2 separate regions of the Mus musculus genome follow, and region 1 is linked to region 2. Evidence: chromatin contacts called from public Hi-C data. All regions are on one chromosome and are shown on one strand. Each heading gives the region's core, a stretch centred on a gene start, on an enhancer-like site or on the middle of the called end of the contact. The rest is flanking DNA. Distances are from core to core; before and after follow the strand shown.

The links. A called contact is a pair of places that touch in the nucleus more often than the background predicts.
Region 1: a Hi-C map of bone marrow-derived macrophages shows a contact between it and region 2, with 30 read pairs. The contact joins two enhancer-like sites. A contact is called at or near these places in 1 of 15 datasets of contacts at CTCF or cohesin (the NIH/3T3 cell line), 8 of 484 Hi-C or Micro-C datasets (CD8 T cells, the CH12 cell line, Th2 cells and 5 more), 6 of 115 datasets of contacts at active chromatin or transcription factors (bone marrow-derived dendritic cells, bone marrow-derived macrophages, embryonic fibroblasts and 3 more) and 2 of 9 other capture datasets (bone marrow-derived macrophages and embryonic stem cells).

What each region holds. Positions count from the first base shown.
Region 1 is chr2:132,218,806-132,223,169 of GRCm38.p6, reverse strand. Gm14051 (a long non-coding RNA gene) reads right to left here. Exons shown (of 3, transcript XR_866753.3): 3 at 2,918-3,123. Among named protein-coding and RNA genes, the nearest start is that of Tmem230, 27 kb to the left of the region's middle. Within about 2 kb of position 1,454, at least 76 of the 459 cell types and tissues checked have an H3K27ac peak or open chromatin away from gene starts, as enhancers often do. A contact at or near this core is called in the CH12 cell line, the NIH/3T3 cell line, bone marrow-derived macrophages and 3 more, where this site is marked.
Region 2 is chr2:132,003,604-132,008,303 of GRCm38.p6, reverse strand. It overlaps Rassf2 (Ras association (RalGDS/AF-6) domain family member 2), which reads left to right. Exons shown (of 11, transcript NM_175445.4): 4 at 787-938; 5 at 2,908-2,996; 6 at 3,845-4,005. Among named protein-coding and RNA genes, the nearest start is that of Rassf2, 24 kb to the left of the region's middle. Within about 2 kb of position 1,638, at least 166 of the 459 cell types and tissues checked have an H3K27ac peak or open chromatin away from gene starts, as enhancers often do. A contact at or near this core is called in the CH12 cell line, the NIH/3T3 cell line, bone marrow-derived macrophages and 3 more, where this site is marked.

The DNA.
Region 1 (4,364 bases), core at 205-2,704, 220 kb before region 2:
GTGTGTGTGTGTGTATGTGTGTGTGTGTGTGTGTGTGTGTATGTGGTCCATTTGTGAAGTAGTCAGTCAGCTTTCATCCTTGGTGCTCCTGATCCCTGAATCTGATTTGTTTTCCTTCTAAATCCTTACTACCAGCTGTCATACTACATACTACACTATATACTACACTATATATGTATATATGTACACACAGACACATATATGTATATACACACACATTTACTGTGTGTCCCCCTTGCTAGCATGCAATGCACAGAACTGCAGACTTATTTAGTTTGTATCACTTCCAATTTCCAAGCCAGCCGCTGTTACCTATGCTTGCTGAGAGAAGCAAATGAATCAGAGAATATACATAATATGCATCTGGTAGGCCCATCCACTCAGCCAGCTCATGCCTGTCCAGTCTTTGCATCACACAACCCCTAGAGCATAAAACAAGCCCACAGCCTCTGCCTCAGAGCACCCCCTGTCCCTGAGGGAACAGATGTTTGGGGTGTGCTTGGGATCACGATGGAGTTCTAAAGTACCACCACACAGAATACCATGAGGTCGTGTGCTGTGGGGAAAGAATTCTTTTTTAAAATCGCCTTTACTAGTTGGGTGTTAGTTGGGTGTTGGTAGCACACACCTTCAATTTCCACACTGGTGAGGCAGAGGCAAGTGATCTCTTCAAGTTCCAGCCTGGCCAACAGGCAGAGTTTCAAGATAGCCAAGACTACATATAAAAGGATTCTGTCTTGAAAAAACAAAAACAAAAATCAGTTGGGTAGCGGTGGTGTACTCTGGAGGCAGAGGCAAGCGGGTCTCTATAAGTTCAAAGCCCAGCTTGGTCTTCAGAGTGAGTTCCAGGGTAGCCAGGAGTACACAGTGAAACCCTGTCTCGAAAAACAAACAAATAAAACAATAAACAACAACAACAAACAGTTTTCCTAGGGCACAATTGCCATAAAATAGACTCAACCCTAACTTCACAGCTAGAGGAATGCAGATATATGTGTATATGTGTATATGTGTATATTAGCATTCTACAGAACTTTAAAATTATGCTTTAAAAGCATACTGTTGCACTTCCTAAATCACTCACATTTATTTATCCATTTATTTATTACCTCTTTATTTACAGTGTGCGTGTGTGCGTGCAGCTGCACACTGTGGCCTGTGTGTGTGGCAAAGACAGCTGGGGGAGTCTGCTCGTCTCCTCCCGTGTGGGATGAGGGGAAGCTAGCACAGACTGTCATGTCTGAGCCATGACGCTGGTCCGACATTAGCACTTCAAGTCGCAGGTCTGTAGTGTTAACAAGCACACTGCTGTGCACTTTGCCTCTAGAACCCTTTCATCCTGCAGAGCAAGCTTGTGCACAGTCAACTCGGTCAACGCCAGTTCCCTTTTCCCCCTCCCTGGGGAGAAGATTCTTTTTGAGTCACCCTTGTAAGTAGAGCGTTCAGGATATTTAAAGAACTCCTGAAAATGATCTCAAAATACAGCTGCTTCCAAAAAGAGCCAGTGAATCATTCCGGGCTCATGAGAGTGCAAAATTTAAAAACACCACTCAAGTTGACAAAAATGGAGAAGGGATATTCAGGAACTGCTGTGTTGAATACTCCTCTGCCCAGGGTTTGAATGGTACGGCCAGGCCTGCATCCCATTCTTTCTGCGTCAGCATGGTCTCCAGTGTTCTCTCCCTTCTCCAGCAGGCTGCAAGCACCAGTGATTATGAGCTGGGTCGTTTTTTTTTCTTTCACAGTCTTTTTCCTGGCCTCCCCAAACTGGCTGACCTAGAAACCCAAGAGAGGGCTCCTCAGGTCTCTAGTGAGTCTGTTTGAGTCTGCTGGCCACAATAGCCAGAGGAATAAACCTGTTTCTCGGGAGTGAACTTCAGTTACAAGGCTACTTGACTTCTTTCTTAGATCATCAAACAGCCCAGGGAGGTGGGAGCCAAATTCTCAAGAGGCTTCAAGCTCATGTTCATGCCCCATTCTTCTCTAAGAGCCCCCATGTAGAAGCATCCCAGGGTCTGTTCTTTTTGGCCACCGTGAATCATGTGGGCTTTCCTGGAAGGATCTCCATGGTCAGAGAGAACTGCTCTAAACGCCATAATTACAAAGTGGAAAGAAGTTGGTTAGTTTTACTCAATGGGGACTAACATGAGAGATAACAGGCCCTCCTGGCAGGTTTTTGATCAGGGATATGAGGTAGCTTAAATTTGTAGCATGGTAGGATATGGAGCCCATGGCTAAGCAAATAGATGTCCCTGCCACCTAACAACCCAGAGTTTGATCCCTGGAACACACAGGGTGGAAGAACAAAACTGACCCCCACAATTTGTCTTCATACCTCCATTTATATACTATATAACACACACACATTAGACACCATCAAACATCTACTAGTAATAAAACATTTATTTCTACAAATTTTTGATACATATAATTTTTAACATTTATTAAACACAAAAGCAAAATTGCATATTAATGGCACTAGTGCTATTCTGTCTGTATAAGGAAGTGTTGGCTGAATGTCCAACACTGCAGACAGAGAGGGGGCTCCAGGGTTTTTCAGAGGTGATTGACATTTCACTTTTACAGTGCTGAGATGCCATTTGCATAACTTAGTAACATAAAATGACCAGAACATGTTTAGGGCCATTTCAGAAACTGTTGGGAATTCTCTCCAAATCACAAGTCAAATTAATTTAATTTTTTTACTCTCTTTTTAAAGATTTATCATCTTAACCATGTGTAGGTGTTTGTGTCTGTGTCTGTGTATGTATGTGTTTGTGTCTATGTGAGGGTGTTAGAAGTAAGTTTGAGGTCACAAAAGAAAGGGCCCACCGTTCCAACTGAAGTGTCTGGACAGGCGAACATTGCTCTTGATCAAGAGGGTGCTCTCAGAAAATCAAACACACGGAGACAGGAAGTGTATCTAGTTTTTATTCTAATTTCAGGTGGTGGCTGTGTCTCTTCCCCATTGGCTGGGGTCTGACCTCACAATCTTATTCAGTTGGTTGGCTAGTCCGAAGAGAATTGGCACACAAGGGAGTTGGATGAAGGGGAAAGGAGGTGCTGCTCCAAGAAGGGGGTCACTGCTCCAAGAAGGGGGACACTGCTCCAGGACATAAATTCCTAGAATAGAGCAAAGGTTTTCCTGGGTCACAGTAAGTAAAACACTTGTGTGAACATCTTATAATGTGTGGGAGATAAAAATATTTTAATTCACTGGGCAGTGGTGGCACACGTCTTTAATCCCAGCACTTGGAAGGCAGAGGCAGGTGGATTTCTGAGTTCGAGGCCAGCCTGGTCTACAGTGTGAGTTCCAGGACAGCCAGGGCTACACAGAGAAACCCTGTCTTGAAAGAAAAAAAAATTTTTTTTAATTCCTTGTCCTTGTTTTATAGTATTTGACAAAAAGACTGGTATTTGATATTTCTTACAGATGTATGTGCCGGTGCCCTTGGAGGTCAGAATCATCAGATTCCCCCGGGTCCCAGGTGAGTGTGAGCTGCCCAGTGCGAGTGCTGGGAACAGATCTAAGGTCTTCTGTAAGAGCAATTCGTACTCTTAGTCACAGAGCCATCTCTCCAGTCTTCTGTATAAACAATTTAAAAACCAGTAATAAAGCCTAAGTCAGCAACTCAAGCCATGGATTTAAAGCCTTTGTTTCCTATGATTAAGTGTTCATGTTTCTCTAAGAGCAGATGACTATGTGTGCTCATTTAGACCTCTGCAGTGCAAAGCATGCAGGGAATCTACCTCATAGTGTTTCAGACCATGTGCGGCTGTGGCTTCAGACCCAAGTCTGCAGTGAAGTTACAAGCACAGCCGGGGTGAGCATCGTCAGCAGTCACTCCATGTGTTAGGTCTTCTATTCTCTGGCCATTGTGCATTCAGAAACCTTTTACCGTTGCTGAATTTCCAGTGAACCTCAACAGTCCGGCTCTATGTAGAAGATCCTAACACAGACAGTAGATGCCCTAGGCAAGTCGCCTTCTGAAGGCCCAAACAGGGGGCTCTCTGGCCTCCAAGGAGGCAATGGGAGACAAATGAATCATCACGCTCCCATTTTTGCTTTCTGACACTTTTCATTTCTGACCGTTTAGTGATTTCTTGTTTTTAATGTCTGGCCTGATTTCTTATAGAAGAGTCAGTGCCTGCCTGTCATTCTGCTGTTAACTTAGAGGCAAGACCTAGTGTCTCCTAAAGGCTTCAGACACTCACGGCCTCCAAAGCGAGTGCTGCTCCAGATCTTAACTTTTGTTTTTGGAGACAGGGCTTCACTATGCAGCCTGTGCTGTCTTTGATTAGACAGTTCTTTTTGCCTCAGCCTCCTGAGAGCTGGGGTTACAGGAGTTTACCACCAGGTCCAA
Region 2 (4,700 bases), core at 389-2,888:
CTGCTCTAGGAACGTGCTCTGTAAGTAAACTTGGGGGAAGCTTTGAATCTCTGTTACCCAAAGTCAGGTCAGATTGCTAAACGCAAGGGGAAACAGCCAGTTCTAGGGTTTTGTCCTTGCTTCTAATTAGGCCAGTCTCTGTTATTTTAAGAGAGGTTCTGACCCTCTCTCTGTTTCTCTCTCCTTCCTTCCATCTTAATTGTTTTCCTCTCTCCTTCCTTTCTTTCCTTCCTTTCCTTCCTCCCTCCCTCCCTCACCTCTCTCCCTCTATCCTTTCCTTTCCTTTCCTTTCCTTTCCTTTCCTTTCCTTTCCTTTCCTTTCCTTTCCTTTCCTTTCCTTTCCTTTCCTTTCCTTTCCTTTCCTTCCTTCCTTCCTTCCTTCCTTCCTTCCTTGTTGATTTTGGTCATGTGCTCATTCTGAAGCTCATCCTGGCCTGGAACTGTTGGCAATCCTCCTGCCTCCACTTCCTGAGTCCTGACACTATAGATAGGAGCTATCACACCTCTTATTGTACTCTGATTTCCTTAAAGTCATTAAGATGAAGGCAATAAAAACGGTTTGATGAATTGCCCACGTGTGTCTCAGTTTTAAAGAAACAGGGTCTTGCTGGGGATCTCCCACATGCTGCTGAGAACCTTGTGCTGTTGACCTTTGAGGTCATCTGTGAGGAGCTGGAACTTCCCAGCAGAGCGTGCCTCAGAGCTAGGATTTGCTCACTGCTCCCTCCCTCCCTCGCATCCTATGGATCCACTCTGGGCTCAGCACCCTCGGTTGTTTCATGGCAGGAGGAAGACGAGTTCATTGTGGAGGGGTTACTGAACATCTCCTGGGGGCTGCGCAGGCCCATTCGGCTGCAGATGCAGGATGACCACGAACGCATCCGTCCTCCTCCATCCTCCTCCTCCTGGCACTCCGGCTGTAACCTGGGCGCACAGGGGTGAGTGAAGGGAGATGAATTTGAGGGTATCTGGGGGCTGCTGGTCCAGTTCCCAGCACCCCAACTGCTATCTGCCACAGGTTTGGGATGGGGACAAAGGGACCTCTCACCTGCCTGACTCCACAGGCACAGAGTGAAGAGGGGTGGTTCTGAGTCAGCAATGGGGAGTACAGGGTAATGGGCAGCAGAGGGCCCTCCCTCCAGGAGCCCTAGCCAAGCCTGAGGCTTCCGACAGGGTGCCAACACACACATCCTCCCAACTTGAATGGTCCTGCTCCAGGGACATCTAGGATTTGAACTCACTGATCAAAGCTCTCTCCCTCTTGGTGGAACCTAGTAGAAGAGAAAGGAATGTTCTGTCTGAGCCAGCCGAGTGAGGTCAGCCAGCGAGCTTCTGTACACCTGGAACAGGTCATGGCAGGAGGCAGGAGTCTAGGAGGTCCTCTATTGAACCTCATTGCAAGGTCAGCGAACAGCAGCATGTCTGCTCTCCCACCTTCTGTGACTGAATGAGAAGCTGGATGCTGGCACGGGGCCGATCTTCTTGTTCTCTCTGGGACTTCAGTCTTGAGATCAAGTGACTAACTAGCCTTGTTCCCCTCGAAACTTGCTGAGGTGGGCGGCATTCGGGCCAGAGCCTGGGTGGAGTGTGCTGGCCACTCAGCCAAAACCACAATGACGTGCTTTCAAGTTTAAAGGGGAACTGAGCCCTCCTTCCCTGCTGGCTGCCTGGAATGTTGTTACATTCCACGGCCAAGTGGATCAGTGTCCTAAGTTGAGAAATATCCACAGAAGAGCCAAATCCTGGAACCAACCTTGGGACTAAGGAGGGAAGTTGTTGCCCTGCCCACTGGGCACGGGGAAGCCTGGTCAGGGCTCTTGGGCTTGCTCTCAGCACATTCACAGTTCCGGTGGGCCAGATCCTGTCCGTGCCCAGCTTTGACCTCTAGATTGTTACATTCTGTTCTCCAAGTGAGATGATTTTAAAGATCCCATTTTCCTGTGATGCCTAGGGGTCCTTCCGTCTGCACTCCAGGTTTTTCTGCGTTCTCCAGTGACAACCTGGTCCCTGAAGCCTGTAAATATTTTAAGGGCTTTCAGAAGCATGTCCCAAATGCCAGCCAAACTTAAATGTTGCCCGCAGGAGTGTGTTTGAGATGCTCAGACCAGTTTCCGCGTTGGACAGTGGCGATGGGGTGCCACCTGGACCCAGTGCCTGCATTTCTCGGAAGGGCACAGACTGAGGCTTAGACAGTTATGAGGGAAAATTCTTCCAGTTTGTCAATTTTACTTTTCTTTCCTTAAAGCCATTATTCTAAGAATGTATGCCTTAGGGAGCCCCTCCCCTCTTCTCATTCTGGTCCTTCCTGAGAAACTCGACTCTCCCTTCAGACTGAATCCCCTGTTGATCTTGGATGTGTTTTTCTGAGCTGACTCCATGGCTCTTTGGGGCTTTCAGAAAATATTCCCAGTTACCACAGCAAACCCAGGTCGCGTAGTTCAGGTGAGCTTTTGTGGTCCCTTCTCCTGATGGCAACCCTGAGAGCATCATCACTCCTGAGCCGAAGAAGCCAGGGCCAGTTTCTGAGATGTTCCTCCAACAGAAAGAAACCCAGCTTGGAATCGTGTCCCTAGAAAATGGGCCCTAGGCCACCACATGTGCTTTGAGACTCAGTGCATGGACTTGGCTCTGGGTTCTTCCTTCTGGATCTAATGAACTGGGTTCTTGCAGAGGAAGGAACAGAACATGTTTCTCCTGAGCTTCCTGCCCCCCTCAGCACTTAGAATGGGATCTGGGCCAGCCTCCTGGATGCTCGGCACATCTTGCCTGCCTCTTGCTTGCCTGTCAAATACTTGAGTTTCCCTACATGGCATGTATAAAAGTTCCCATTGCAGGAAGGGGGCCGTGAAATTGGGACCTGTCCTCTCAAGGTCTAAACAAGCCTGCTGTTTGTTTGCACCCCCTCAGCACCACACTGAAGCCCCTCACCATGCCCACTGTTCAGATCTCAGAAGTGGATATGCCAGTTGAAGGCCTCGAGACACACAGCCCAACAGGTGAGCAATAGAAAGAGCCTCCTGCTAGAGGCCCACGGGGTGACAGCTGTGTTTGAACCTGTGACTTCTTGTCTACATCTGTAAAATCCACACGCATCAATAGCTTTTTAAAAAGTTAAAAGGAAAGACTTTAAATTCTCCCACCTCCTCTCCCTTCAGTTTCCTTCCTTCAAAGCAACCTGCAAAATGTCCTTTGAGATGAAACAAGCAAATCCATGCAAATCCAAATGACGCCAAGGAGAAGGCCTGCTGCCACCACCCGGAGTGGGTGCGGCTCCTTCTGGGCCTCTCCCCAGACAAGTGGCAGCTTTTGCAGTAGCTCTAGTCCCCCAGTCCCCTCACCAGTGGCAGCCACCACTTGACTTCCTGTCTCTGTGACTTTGCTGTGAGCACCTCTTGGGAGTTGACTCACAAAGTACTTATTTTATGACTAGTTTCAACTCAGGGTAAGGCCTCAAGGTTGGTCATGAGGCAGCTTGTTTGCAGCGTCCTGCAAGCCCCGTAGGTCATGCTGAGCCTAAGCCAGGCACTTTTCTCCGCCCTGTTATGTGCGTTAACTTACTTACAGCCTCGCTCTGATCCCACAAGGCAGAGGCTTTTGTAACCCCTCCAGAAAACAGAGGCAAGAGAAGCCAGGGGTTAGAGCTGGAATCTGAACTTGGGAGCCAGCTGTGAGGCCCGTGTTTGGAACCTGTGCACTGTTACTCTCAGTAAATCACACATTGTGTCTCCCCCAGCAGAAAATTATTTTTATAAAATATGTTACTGGGGAGACAGTAAGTGCCAAAGAGTTGGCCTCAAAGATAACTGGGCTCAGGTAAACAGCCCATGTTCCTCTTTCCTCCAAGATTCCAGAGGCCTGAAGCCTGTGCAGGAGGACACCCCACAGTTGATGCGCACACGCAGCGATGTTGGGGTGCGTCGCCGTGGCAACGTGAGGACATCCAGTGACCAGCGACGGATCAGACGCCATCGCTTCTCCATCAATGGCCATTTCTATAACCACAAGGTAGAGGGCTCGTGGAGGACAAACCTTGGGGACATCACCACTTCCTGGGGTTTGCAGCTTCAGTGCCACGTGGTCCCTGGGGATGCATCTGGGAAGGCAGGCATTTTCAGTTCAGTTTGAGGGTTGTAAGTGTCATGGAGGCTTCAGTGGTTTCTTGAGAGATATGGAACTTTGGGTGAGGAATGGCTGCACGAAGTGTTGGAGCTTTCAGTGCCTATATAAAGCAGATTTAGCCTTCCAAGTTCCACGAGCTCCCTCCCACCCCCGCCTTGGCACATCATCTGTGTAGTCAATTCCTGGTCCCACCCCTGGCCTCCCCCAGCACCCAGCACCTTTTGCTTCCCCCCCTGGAGTGAGAAGATCCTCACTTCATAATAAGAGCCCTGGGCTCAGTAGTAAAATCGATATATTTTATGAATTTGCAAAGTCAATAGCATCCTCAAGAAAAGGCAAGAAGGCTGGCATGCCATTTGGTACAAACAGCATTTTTTATATTCCTAATCTCATTTAACTGACCCTTAAATTCCTAGTTGGCTGAGTTCTTTAGGGAGGTACAATCAGTCTCCCTTGGGTCTAGCATTGCTCACTCCCCAGATTTCCTATCCAATAGGCCCAAGATGCAAACTTTTCTGATTTCTGTCCTGGGCTTGAATTTCCCTCCTTTTCTGATCCCTGGGCTCAGTCATGTAGCAGAG